Regions from separate parts of the Triticum aestivum genome. Here region 2 is linked to region 1. The links are chromatin contacts, called in public Hi-C maps. All regions are on one chromosome and are shown on one strand. The core of a region is the stretch at or near the end of the contact, and the rest is flanking DNA. Distances in the headings are between cores, read along the strand shown.

The links. A called contact is a pair of places that touch in the nucleus more often than the background predicts.
Region 2: a contact with region 1 is called in a Hi-C map of leaf, with 2.9 times the contacts expected there. The contact joins the promoter of LOC123190553 here to the promoter of LOC123190550 in region 1. A contact is called at or near these places in 3 of 5 Hi-C or Micro-C datasets (leaf and root).

The regions. Positions count from the first base shown.
Region 1 is chr2A:721,821,820-721,827,795 of IWGSC CS RefSeq v2.1, reverse strand. It overlaps LOC123190550 (helicase-like transcription factor CHR28), which reads left to right and starts at 2,120. Exons shown (of 13, transcript XM_044603216.1): 1 at 2,120-2,413; 2 at 2,985-3,399; 3 at 3,518-3,712; 4 at 3,814-3,995; 5 at 4,101-4,172; 6 at 4,264-4,338; 7 at 4,428-5,400. The coding sequence starts at 3,072.
Region 2 is chr2A:721,998,134-722,003,865 of IWGSC CS RefSeq v2.1, reverse strand. It overlaps LOC123190553 (protein CutA 1, chloroplastic), which reads right to left and starts at 3,903. Exons shown (of 6, transcript XM_044603218.1): 1 at 3,690-3,903; 2 at 2,984-3,069; 3 at 2,632-2,694; 4 at 1,615-1,646; 5 at 580-674; 6 at 144-454. The coding sequence starts at 3,862. The coding sequence ends at 370.

The DNA.
Region 1 (5,976 bases), core at 871-3,370:
GATAACCCTTGCTGCCATAGCAGCAGGCCCCCTTCTTTTTCTAGTTAGTTGAAAGAAAAGCAACGGGGAAGGTTGGCTTACCTGCTGTTTCTGTGACTATTAGTACTTCGCTCTGACCACATCAAGAGGAGTAGTTTGTTTTTCTTTTGTCTGCATCAAGCTCCATCCATGATTTTACACTCTAGAGGAGAGAACTGCTGTGAGCCAGCTTCGTGGAGATATACAACATCATATAAGTTATCATGCTTGCATATCCATCATTTGAGTCTCCAACAATTATTCCAATAATTACATATCTGATTTGCCCTATGGACAAATATGCAAGCATACGACGTTCCTGATACGAAAGTGAAAGTGGAGTGAAATCTGGATATGAAGGTTCAAGTCCAGTTCCAATCTGGATATAAAAGTGATGTTCAATCATCGAAAGTGATCCCTCTTTTGTTGTTCTCTTTTAGTCTGCTTTTCTTTTTTCTTTCTAGCCTTTGACGTAGTCACAGATTCGACTGCCCTTTCACTATTATTATTATTTTGAGTAATAGCGGTAGGAGTGCCAAAGCCCATTTTAGTAGAAAGCTGCTGCCCTTTTCTAGTAATCGGCATAGATAAGTAGTTGATAGGCGGCTTTATCTTTCTATCTACTATAAGTAGTTGATAGGCTGCTTTATCTTTCTATCTACTAGCAGGCTCCTGAAGGGTGAAAGAAGAATCTCAAGTTGATACTCTGCCAAGGGATCTGTCCACAACTGGTACTTCACATGCCTTAGAAGTAGAGGTCATCTTGAAATGCCAAGGGAAGCCCACAGACTCCCTAGCGTCTCTACTCGACCTAAAATGCGATCTCGAGGACCCTGAAAAACTCGAGACCGCGAGCTCCGCGTCGAAAAGCGAAGCGAGCCGCGCTAGCGCGCTACTCTTCCTTTATGAGCGAGCTCGAGGATGCGGATAAGAAGCTATCAAAAGGGGATGATAGTAGCCACCCATATGGGCAGCTAGAAAGAGAATGAGGAAATGTGAATCATGACCCTGGTAGTCCATGCCGTAAACAAATGAGTGTTCGCCCTTGGTCTACGCGGATCAGGGGCCCAACTAACGCGTGAAACACTCCGCCTGGGTCTCCCTTTTCCCGATTCACATATTCTTCGACTTTTGCTACGGTCTGTTCCTTCCTTCAGTCAGTCATTCCTTTAAGATTTTTGCCCGCGGATCTCTCTCTTCAAAACATATATATCTTTTGGCGCCAGTCTTTCCTGCCTACGGACGACGTGGAAAAAACCCAGGTTTATGTACGACATGCTCTTTCCTTCTTTCATTTGGTGACACACAGAGGTGGCAGAGTCTTGTTCCTGGAGTCGCTCACAACTTTTGGGAGCACCGAGATCCTGAATAAGATGCTGCACGAATTGGCTGGATTTCACCTAACGCAAGAGCTAGTACTACGATGAAAATCACTTTTACGAGTGATACCTTTGTCTTTGGTGCTTGAGTTGCGACGATGATTGCTACTTAGGTGGTTGGTCACATGATACCTTAGCATGACAACTTTACTACAATCTACTACAATAAGATTTGACCGACTCCGAGGCGGGACAACTATGACATCGGCACGCCATCGCTCGCTCCGGCGCTTGTAGTCGTCGCTGGTTGTTCCACGGACCTGGTTGTGTTGCAATTATTGATTATGAATGGATCGAAAAATTCTCTCTGAAAAAAGTCAATTTGTTTGCTCAAAAGAAGAAAATGTACCACCTTACTCTGCTCATCACATCCGTTCAATCGCCGGAAAGCTTATTCCTCCTATTTTCCTCCCATGTCCACCGATCTCCTTCCTCCTCAATACGACGACGCATGCCGTTTCTCTCTTTGGCCAGAGGGCGAACGGTCACACATTAGATTTTCCACAAAAGCAAAAAAATTCATCAGCAACGAGTCACACGCGTCAATCAACCAACGGTAAGTACAACGTCACGGCACGTCGCGAGCATTCACCGCCGCGTTTCCTTCCGCCACAAGCCTTTCCGAAATCCAAACCCCCCCCCAGCCAATCCGAACGTTCCCTTTCCCGCTCCACGAGCGCCCGCTGACACGCGGGGCCCCACGCACCGGCCTCACCCGACAGGGACCCGAGGGGGCGACGACCACGACCATCGCTCGCCCGTAAGTCCCAGGCCGCGCCCCCACCCTGCTCGGTCTGCCTGGCCCGCCCGCCGCCACCAACGAACCGCTCGCCCGCCCCTCCTAAATCCCCTCGCCCACGATCCGATTGGCGCAGCTCGCCAGGTTTCCGTTGGCCCCGCCCCCTCCGCCCCGCCGCGCCCCCGGCGATCTCCGCCCGCCGCCCGCGCGGCCCGGTCTACGGGGCGGCCCGGCGCGGGCTCCGGCCTGGCCTCTCCCCGCCGTCGCTTTCTTGGGGGTGAGTTTTTGAATCTTGGTTCGGACGGAATGGCGTCGTGAGCCGTTCTTGAATTCTTTTCGATGGAATGGTTTGATTGGAATTGGTCCGTATGTAGAGCGGTATTGAATCCGCGGCCTTTAGCCGATTTCGCCTAGGTCGGGCGCTGGGAATCGGTCGCATCGGCGGCCGGGGGAGTTCTTGGCGATCGTGGGCGAGGCCGACTGGGATTGCGCGTCCCGTAGATTTGTGCGCGACTCGGTTCTCTTGATTGCTCCATCGTTTTCTTTATATAAATTATAAGTCGGCTGCTACCTGTAGTTTCAGTCGGTGCTTGTCTGACGACACTGTTCTGTTCCTGTACTGCCTTTGGTTTGAAAAAAAAAAGGTTAAGGTTTCAGTGTACTTCTTCGTTGAATTTGCGGCTGCAATTACCTAGCTGCAATCCTGGTCGCCGTTGTGCCTTTAGAACGCATTGTTGTTGGAGAGGTTTATCCACCTGCTTCCTGCACATGTTTATCTTGCCCACATTTGTTTGTTATTTACTCCAGGTGTTATTATTGCCAGCTAACGTCTGCTTGGCTTCTTGCAGGATTTAGACACTTGAATCGACAAGACCCCTCTGGACCGTTGCGCAAGATAGTTGGCAAGTTTGCATAGTCACGAGTTCGCCACCAACATGGAGATTATTGACTTGTGTTCAGATAGTGAGGACGATGTTAAATTGTGTTCAAAAGGCAAAGACATCACGCATGTGTGCTCAGAGGACAGAAAAGACAATCTTGTTCCTATTGACGGTGTTGACTCCCCTCTTCTTTTACTCAACACGCCGTTTGCCAAGAACAATGCAGAACAGCCAATCACTTTGGATGATGATGATTGGTTAAGTAGCAATCACGCTTCATGCTCTTATAGATCTCCAGCTGGTTCATCACACAGGATCTATCCTCTCTCAAGTTCTTCGCTGATGCTATCATACGGTAAAACCAAGCAGGAAATTGATGATGGTGAGTACGCTGCATTTATCCTTGATTAACTCTGACAATTAACAGTTTTTAAAAGGGCACCGCTGCAGCCTGTGACCAGTAGCAAGATTAATGTTTCTTCACTGTTCAAATTTGTCAGATGATGATGTCTATATGTATTCGGCTCCGCCTCCATCATTTCCAACCAGTCATCCAAGTTTGAGTGACGAGGAGGATCTTACTGCAAGGTTTAATTATACTGATGGTGGAACTGGGATGTTTTCATCTACATCGTCAATGGATTGGAAACTTCCTTTTGGTACCAGCCAGAACGTCAAAACTGATAGCGATAGCGGTGTGTAGTATGTACCTTATTCATTTAGTTTGAACAAAAATATTCATGCTGGTGCAAACTGTGATTAATTAAGATGCTTTTTCGCCATTCGTAATTGTCAGATGATGTCTACGCTTATGAAGGCCTGCATTCACAGAGGATGTTTCCTCCATCAATGCCTTCCTTTAATCCAGTTAATAATGACCCTGAAGTTTCCAATGGCTTTGGCATGCAAGGCCAACCAAACGCAGAAAAAAGGCCTCTTGCTTGTGATGAGAGAGCTATATATGAAGAAGCTCTACAGGTATATAATTTTACAAGTCACTGTGGAGATCATATATGCTTTAATTGCCGGGTGACTTTGATCGGATTCTAGTTACTATGGATTGTAAACAAAACTTTTATGCAGCATATCAGTCAGGAAACAAAGGAAGAAGATCTGCCTGAAGGTGTTTTGTCCATATCACTCCTTAAGCACCAGGTAAACTTTATCTTCCAAAACCTAAGCTGTTGTTATTGGTATGTTTACTCTGGATATCCTGTTCACTGCTATGTTCTTGTATGTTTGACAGAGAATAGCATTAGCTTGGATGCTCTCCAAAGAGAATAGTTCGCATTGTCCAGGTGGAATTTTGGCAGATGATCAGGTTATTTTCATTTCCTAGCTTATTGCACTTGCTGTTAATTATTTTACCACTTCTCCTTTCTTAGTGCCAGATAATTTCCCATGATGTAGGGTCTTGGGAAGACAATATCAACAATTGCCCTAATACAAAAGGAGAGGGTTCAACAGTTTAACTTCATGTCTGCTGATTCCGACAGTAAAAATTCTGTGCCATTAGATCTTGATGATGATGATATAGTGATGGCAATGGACAAGAACAAACCCAAGGGTGAACCCTCAGATAGGCTTGATCATGAGCTCTGTGCTAGTTCGTCGGGGAGTGCTTTTAATAGAATGGCCAATACTGTTAAAGTTGAGCCCAAGAAGAAGGGCCGAGTGAATCTACCATCCTCTGCATCAACCTCCAGGTCTGCTACTAGACCATCTGCAGGAACACTGGTGGTTTGCCCGGCTAGCATTCTTAAGCAGTGGGCTAGTGAGATCAAAGCCAAGGTTGCTGAAAGTTCCAGATTATCTGTTTTGGTTTATCATGGAGGTTCAAGGACTTCAAAACCAACTGAGTTGGCAAAATATGATGTTGTTGTCACCACATATACTATTGTAGGCCAAGAAGTGCCCAAACAAGACTCTGATGACGATATGGAGCCAAATAACGATGAAAAGTATGGGTTATGTCCAGATTTTGCTGCTCGTAAAAGAAAACTGTCAAAACAGACCAAGAAAAAGGCAATAAAGAAAAAGAAGGTTAACAGTTCAGCTGCTGACCTGGATGGTGGTCCACTTGCCAGGGTGCGATGGTTTAGAGTTGTGCTGGATGAAGCTCAAACAATAAAAAATCACCGGACTAAATCTGCTAGAGCCTGTTGTGGACTGAAAGCAAAAAGGAGATGGTGCTTATCGGGTACACCTATGCAAAATACAATTGACGACCTGTACAGTTATTTCCGCTTTTTAAAATATGAGCCATATTCTTCATTTAGTTTGTTCCGCTCGATGATAAAGGGTCCAATATCTAGAGGCTCAAGTCAGGGGTATAAGAAACTTCAAACTGTCTTGAAGATAATTCTGTTGCGGCGCACAAAAGGTGAAATAAAATGCTTTGACAGTTTGTCTATATCTATCTATCTGCAATTGTTTGTTATCTACTCCCTCTGTCCCAAAATATAAGAACGTTTTTAACACTACACTAGTGTCAAAAACGTTCTTATATTATGGGACGGAGGAAGTACTATATGCCGTAAAGGCGTAAACCCACACGCCTTTGCCTATAGAATTGTTTGTTATCTATGATAACTATTGAAATTAATTTTATATCATCTGTAGATGTATACGTATTTGACTTACATTCTATATAAAATTCTTTGACAGTTTGTCTATATCTATCTATCTATCTATCTGTATTTGACTTACATGCCGTAAAGGCGTAAATCCACATGCCTTTGCCTATAGAATTGTTTGTTATCTATGATAACTATTGATATTAATTTTATATCATCTGTAGATGTATACGTATTTGACTTACATTCTATATATGGCAACATGAATTTATCACCTTTGTCTTGGAAAATGCATTTTTTCATATGTATATTTATTAGCATAATTTACTCTCATTCCACCAGCCATGAAATACATAACAAAACTAGAAACTGAAGGAGAGGGG
Region 2 (5,732 bases), core at 2,654-5,153, 170 kb before region 1:
TTCAGCTCAAATGACGCCCATGTCCTTCAGCTCCTATTCCCCCTTTGGAACACAAGTACAGTTTCATGACAAAAATACCTAGTACGTATGTTTTTTTAAGAGATTAGATGAAAAGAATGATGAGATAATCCGCAGGCGCCAAGTGAGGATTTCATGTGCAGTCGTCTCGACGCTACACGCTTCGGAATTTTATTTGACCCTAGGAGACAGTACAGATCGACCGATTTGTCACGGCAACGCCATCGAGGCAGAGAGGCTACTAAAGTCTTTATGAACAAGCTCGGCGTCTCAAACCAGAACAGACACTCCACAATCCACACCACTAGGTACTCTACTCACAGATGAGGTCCATGGAAAGCTCTAGCCAGATCACTTCTCCCTGGTGCTGTTCTTGAGCCACTCCAGGTACTTGAGGTTACCTCCGCTGATGGGCAGCGCGATGACTTCAGGAACACTGCATGGAAAGATCAGACAGTACAAACCTCCGTTCAGGACAGACAACATGTTTGATTATAACTTGCTGGTCCATACTCTGTACCAACAAATAGACCAAGCTTGATAAAAAAGGACAGAACTTACTCATACTCATGGTTTGCTTTCACATGTTCAGTCAAGGCGTTTAGAAGAGATTCTCTGGTCTTGATGATGAGCAGCTCTTCAGCATCGGTTTGCACCTGAGGAATCAACAGGTTGTGGAGAGCTACTAAATATATGTACTTTTGTAATGGATTGGTAAGACATCCCATGTAAAGGAGTTTCATGGTTAGAAATGTGGCTCTAGACCATGGTCCACCGGCACCCACGCTCGGTACCATTCATCGCCTCACACCATTTCTTGAGATATGTGACATTCTGCCCTCCTAGCATATGGCAGGAATCATCAACCACTGATTATCAGGTCTCTGGTTTTTTTAATCAACCTACTACATGGTGAGAGATACTCCGTATAGGGGAATAAAATAGGAGGGATGCGTCGTTGTGCACAATCCTGTCCCCCATGCGGTATGACCATTTAAGATTTTTGTTGCACGCCTTATGCACAACAACCAGGGCGCTATGGCTTGCATGCCATCATTTTTAGTATATTGGGACCTAAGCAGTTTGTTTAAGGTGTCTGTTTTTTGTTGTTATCTTGTTGAAAAGCATGTATGTAAGTACCTAAATGCACTTTCAATGTTTCGCCATGTGATGCAGTGTCTAAAACGTTTGACCTCTGGTGACCCTCGCAGACAAACTTTAAAAATGTCGGCATTAGCGCAGGACAAGGAGCTGGTGATAAGATTGTTTTTAAACAATCTCAGGGTTGGGCTCATATGCTAGAGTAGTTTAGCGCACTGTGCCAGCCACGTAGTTCAAAAAAGGGCGAGTGTGCACAGACCTACACATGGAGCTGGTGGTGGACCGGATGTCCGAATTAGCATAATCTACAAATCTTGAATCCTAACCTGACCCGTATCTAGTATCCACATGGTAGTAGTGTTACATCTAACGACGCCGAGCATAGGTGTGGGTGGACCATGGTCCAGAAATTCTCTCGTTTCATGGTGAAAAGCGTTGAATGAATAACAGGCACTGCAAATTAGCCAGGCCAGGAAAGCATCAGTAGAAATGTACCTTTTCCTCCCACCAGTAAACAGATTCAATTCCTGGAAACAGAAATGATCATCAAATAAGATGATATGATATGATGATGACTGAAAAGAAGATTTCTCAGTAAGCCACATACAACAGAAATCGTGAGAAGATGAGGTAGCTTACCTGTTGATGGCCAAATGCATATCCATCAGTTTAATGCATATTTTTATTGTTAGTAAAGAGTACAATTTGATAAAAGATTTCGTAATCATTGCACCCATATGTTCTACACAAACAAGAAAGTCACCCATGTGTCAACTTGCCCACACATCACTATGTCCACAACTAGTTCAGTTCACTATAGTCTACTGTTAAAGGGATCTTGAAGATCTTGATGATGGTCAGACGTTTGTGGTTAATTCAAGTAGAAAATCTCAAACAGTAATTATGTTGAACCTCTACAGAAAGTTGCTCTATCATATAAATATTTTTTATCATTGACCAGGTAGAGTTGGCTATCAAGCATAACATGTTTATAGTTTATACTCCATCTCTAATACCATCGCTAATCCCTACTTCTATAATTATTAAGATAGTTCCCTTCAGCCCTTCATTTTCACCATGATTTTCACTTGACAGTTGAGACCCCATAAGTTTCGTCAATTGAATACCTTTCATCAAGTTTAGTTCCAACAGTGGTGATTTCACGATGCTGCACCTGACAGGCCAAATGATGATGTACACAGCCACATGACTAGCCGTGTCACATTTTGGAAAACTCAGATGTTTAATGGTCATCCTGGTCCACTGATGAGTGATGACATTTGATTCAAGGCAAGGGGTAGAGAAGCCAATTTGCTAAAGTGCACAACATGGGATATGTATGGAAACTGGAAGAGATGACGAGGTTCAAATGATAACTGAAAACTACTGTAGAAGATGGTCAGTTGACAGGAATCAACTATTCCACGCAAAAAACAAAAAAAGAATCTACTACATTTGAGTGTCTAGCAGCACAGAATAAACAGAGAGAGAGAGAGAGAACACAGTTCCTACCAGGCACTATGTTCACACAAGCAGCAAGCTTCTCACTGATAATGCTTGCTGATAGCTTTTTGCCTGCAGCAAAGGAAAAATAATAATAAGATTATTGAAAAGAAAAAAAACAGCCATTTTAGATTTCTTAGTGCTGCTTAAAGAAAGAGATCAATCTCGCCAAAACAATACCATACAGCCATCTATAATTGGACCATTGAACAACATAGCTCAAATGTAACTCAAATGCACTATCAGATGTGGAAGTAAGTTCAGTTGGTCAACTGATAGTATGGCGTGTATCTGTGATTAATTAATGGCAATGGTAGCATGCAAAGGTAATAAAAAAAGACCAACAGCATGGGTAAAGTACCTGCTTCCCGATTCGGAACTGTCACATACACAACAATGGAAGGTACGGTCGTGGAAGTAGACTCCATTCGAGCAGAGCTTATTGCCCTGTAAAGTTTCAGAACTGATGATTGATTATACCAACTATTCCACATTACGGGTCAAAAAAAAAAACATTCTACATTAGGAGAAACAAAATAACCACACGCTCGCATAGAAATCACAGTGTTGTAAATATTAATGTAGTACTACTTCTAGATTATCAAATTATTAGCATTAGTCAAGCACAGAAACACATAATTTTTATCTGAAAATCTGTGCGATGATTTTGCAGAAGTATGGACCAGAACTAATGGTTGGAAACATATGGGAGTACCAGTTCACTGAAGTAACGCTGCAGTCCATTGGTTCTCCGTGTTATCTTTCATAGACAAGCATTGTTTTATCCAGCCAAGCAGAGCGGGACACAGGTTTCAGACTTTTAGGTAACAGCAATCCATGAAGGATTGTAAAATTGAAGCGCGCGTGATTGCCTGATTGGTTATTTCCAGGCTCATCGACGGGGTTGCAGCTACACAACTAGCCTACGAGCTAGCAAACAGAGGAGCTAAATACGCTACACGCTCACAACCAACCGGCGCAGCCTTTTTTGCGAAATCCCATGAATCTAGGCACGAATTGTTAGTTGAGGGCAGAGGGAGGGGGGAAGAGAGAGGGGTGTGGATTACCGGAGGAAGGGGAGACGGCGGGTGGAGAGGGCGCAACCCGCTACGGCTCCTAGGCTGAGGAAGAGGAGGGCTCCCGCGAGCGGCGGTCGACGGGGCGGCGGCAGCGCGGAGGTGGAGGAGGCGGCGGTGCCGGGGGAGAACAGGGCTCGGAGTGGAGTGGGGAAGAGTGGCATCTTCTATTATTCGTGGCCCCACTTGGCTGGGGGTGGGCTGGTTGTAGTGGCGTCTTGCATTCGGTTCAGTTGCCTAAAAAAAAGTTAATTCGGCTCGGTAAAGTAGTATGGCTCTCGGTAAATACGGCATACATACAATATATTATTTTTGTATTTTCGGTCAACATCATACTATTAACCAAAGTTGACGTAAATTCAAATAAATTAACAATATTTTATTAACCAATCCCTCCCCCGACCCCAAGGTGCGACAAATTTTCCGTGCTTTCATCACGTGGACCCTTGGGGACAGCCGCACCTGCCACTTCTGGACAGACCATTGGCTTGATAGCCAATTCATCACCGAGCTCGCACCTGACCTGGTTAACTTGGTGCTGAAGCGGCAGTGCAAGCACCGCCTAGTGTGGATTCAAGACATCAATGGTGGCATGGGTCCGCCAGGCTGCTAGGGTCCAATACGTCGACATTTGGTGACGCCTACGAGGCTACTTTCTATCCCTAACTTCTGACAACATCTAATGAAGATGGACGGACAACACTTCCTGCACTGTCAAGTCTTGCTACCTTGCATTGTTTCATGGCTCCACTATGGCGCCTCACTAACAATTCATATGGAACCCTTGGGCTCCCCTGAGCGTCAAGTTCTTCCTCTATCTAGTGAGCCTAGACAGGTGTTGGACAGCTGAGAGGCTTGCTCACCATGGACTACCTCACATCTAGTCTTGCATCCTATCTGACCAAGAGGACGAAACCATCAACCATCTAGTCTCTGGATGTGTTGCTTCTCGTATTGTTTGGCACGAGATATTATACTGGTGGCGCCTCACCATTGCTTCACCCGGCGGCACTGTTGGGTTCATCGACTAGTGGATTGCTGCTTCTCACACGTCACCAACCAGTCCGTAGATTGGTGTGTGCTCTATCATCGCGCTTACAGCTTGGACAATCTGGAAATCGTAACACATGCGTCTTCAAGGGCACCCAACCATCTCACTCCACCAGCATAGACCAAATAAAAGTAGATGCGCATGCCTGGGCTAAACCGGTTCACGTGAAGCAGTATCTAAACCCACCCCTCTCTCTCATCACGATTGAGTCAACTCCGAGCCCGACCCCCAGTCCCCTGTCGCCGCTGCCTGGGACTCCTCCATCGCCAAGGCCCACCGCCGCCGGCACTGTTGGGTTCATCGACTAGTGGATTGCTGCTTCTCACACGTCACCAACCAGTCCGTAGATTGGTGTGTGCTCTATCATCGCGCTTACAGCTTGGACAATCTGGAAATCGTAACACATGCGTCTTCAAGGGCACCCAACCATCTCACTCCACCAGCATAGACCAAATAAAAGTAGATGCGCATGCCTGGGCTAAACCGGTTCACGTGAAGCAGTATCTAAACCCACCCCTCTCTCTCATCACGATTGAGTCAACTCCGAGCCCGACCCCCAGTCCCCTGTCGCCGCTGCCTGGGACTCCTCCATCGCCAAGGCTCACCGCCGCCGGCGACGACCGTAGACCGGCCGCACGCGCTGCACCCCCAAGCCATCTCCAGCCCCGAGCTGCTCTGACCCACCAGTCAGCTTTGGCTTTAGTCAAGACTGGTTGACCAGCCCAAAAACGGGACTAGGGTTGTCTTTTAAACGTTGTGGTAAGTGGAGGGTGCAATACGCCCGGTTTCGAAGATAAGGGTTATAATTCAAACCGAGTGATTAATTCGAGATTGAAATGTGTCCTTTTCTTACTATTTAAATGCTGAAACATAAAATAATGTCAAAGATATACAATTGGGGAGGAGGAGGGGGGGCAATAGCCCCCTGACTTATCAACTTAACTAGCTTCTGCTTGTGGTTCTCCTTATGGCGGGTTCAGGTA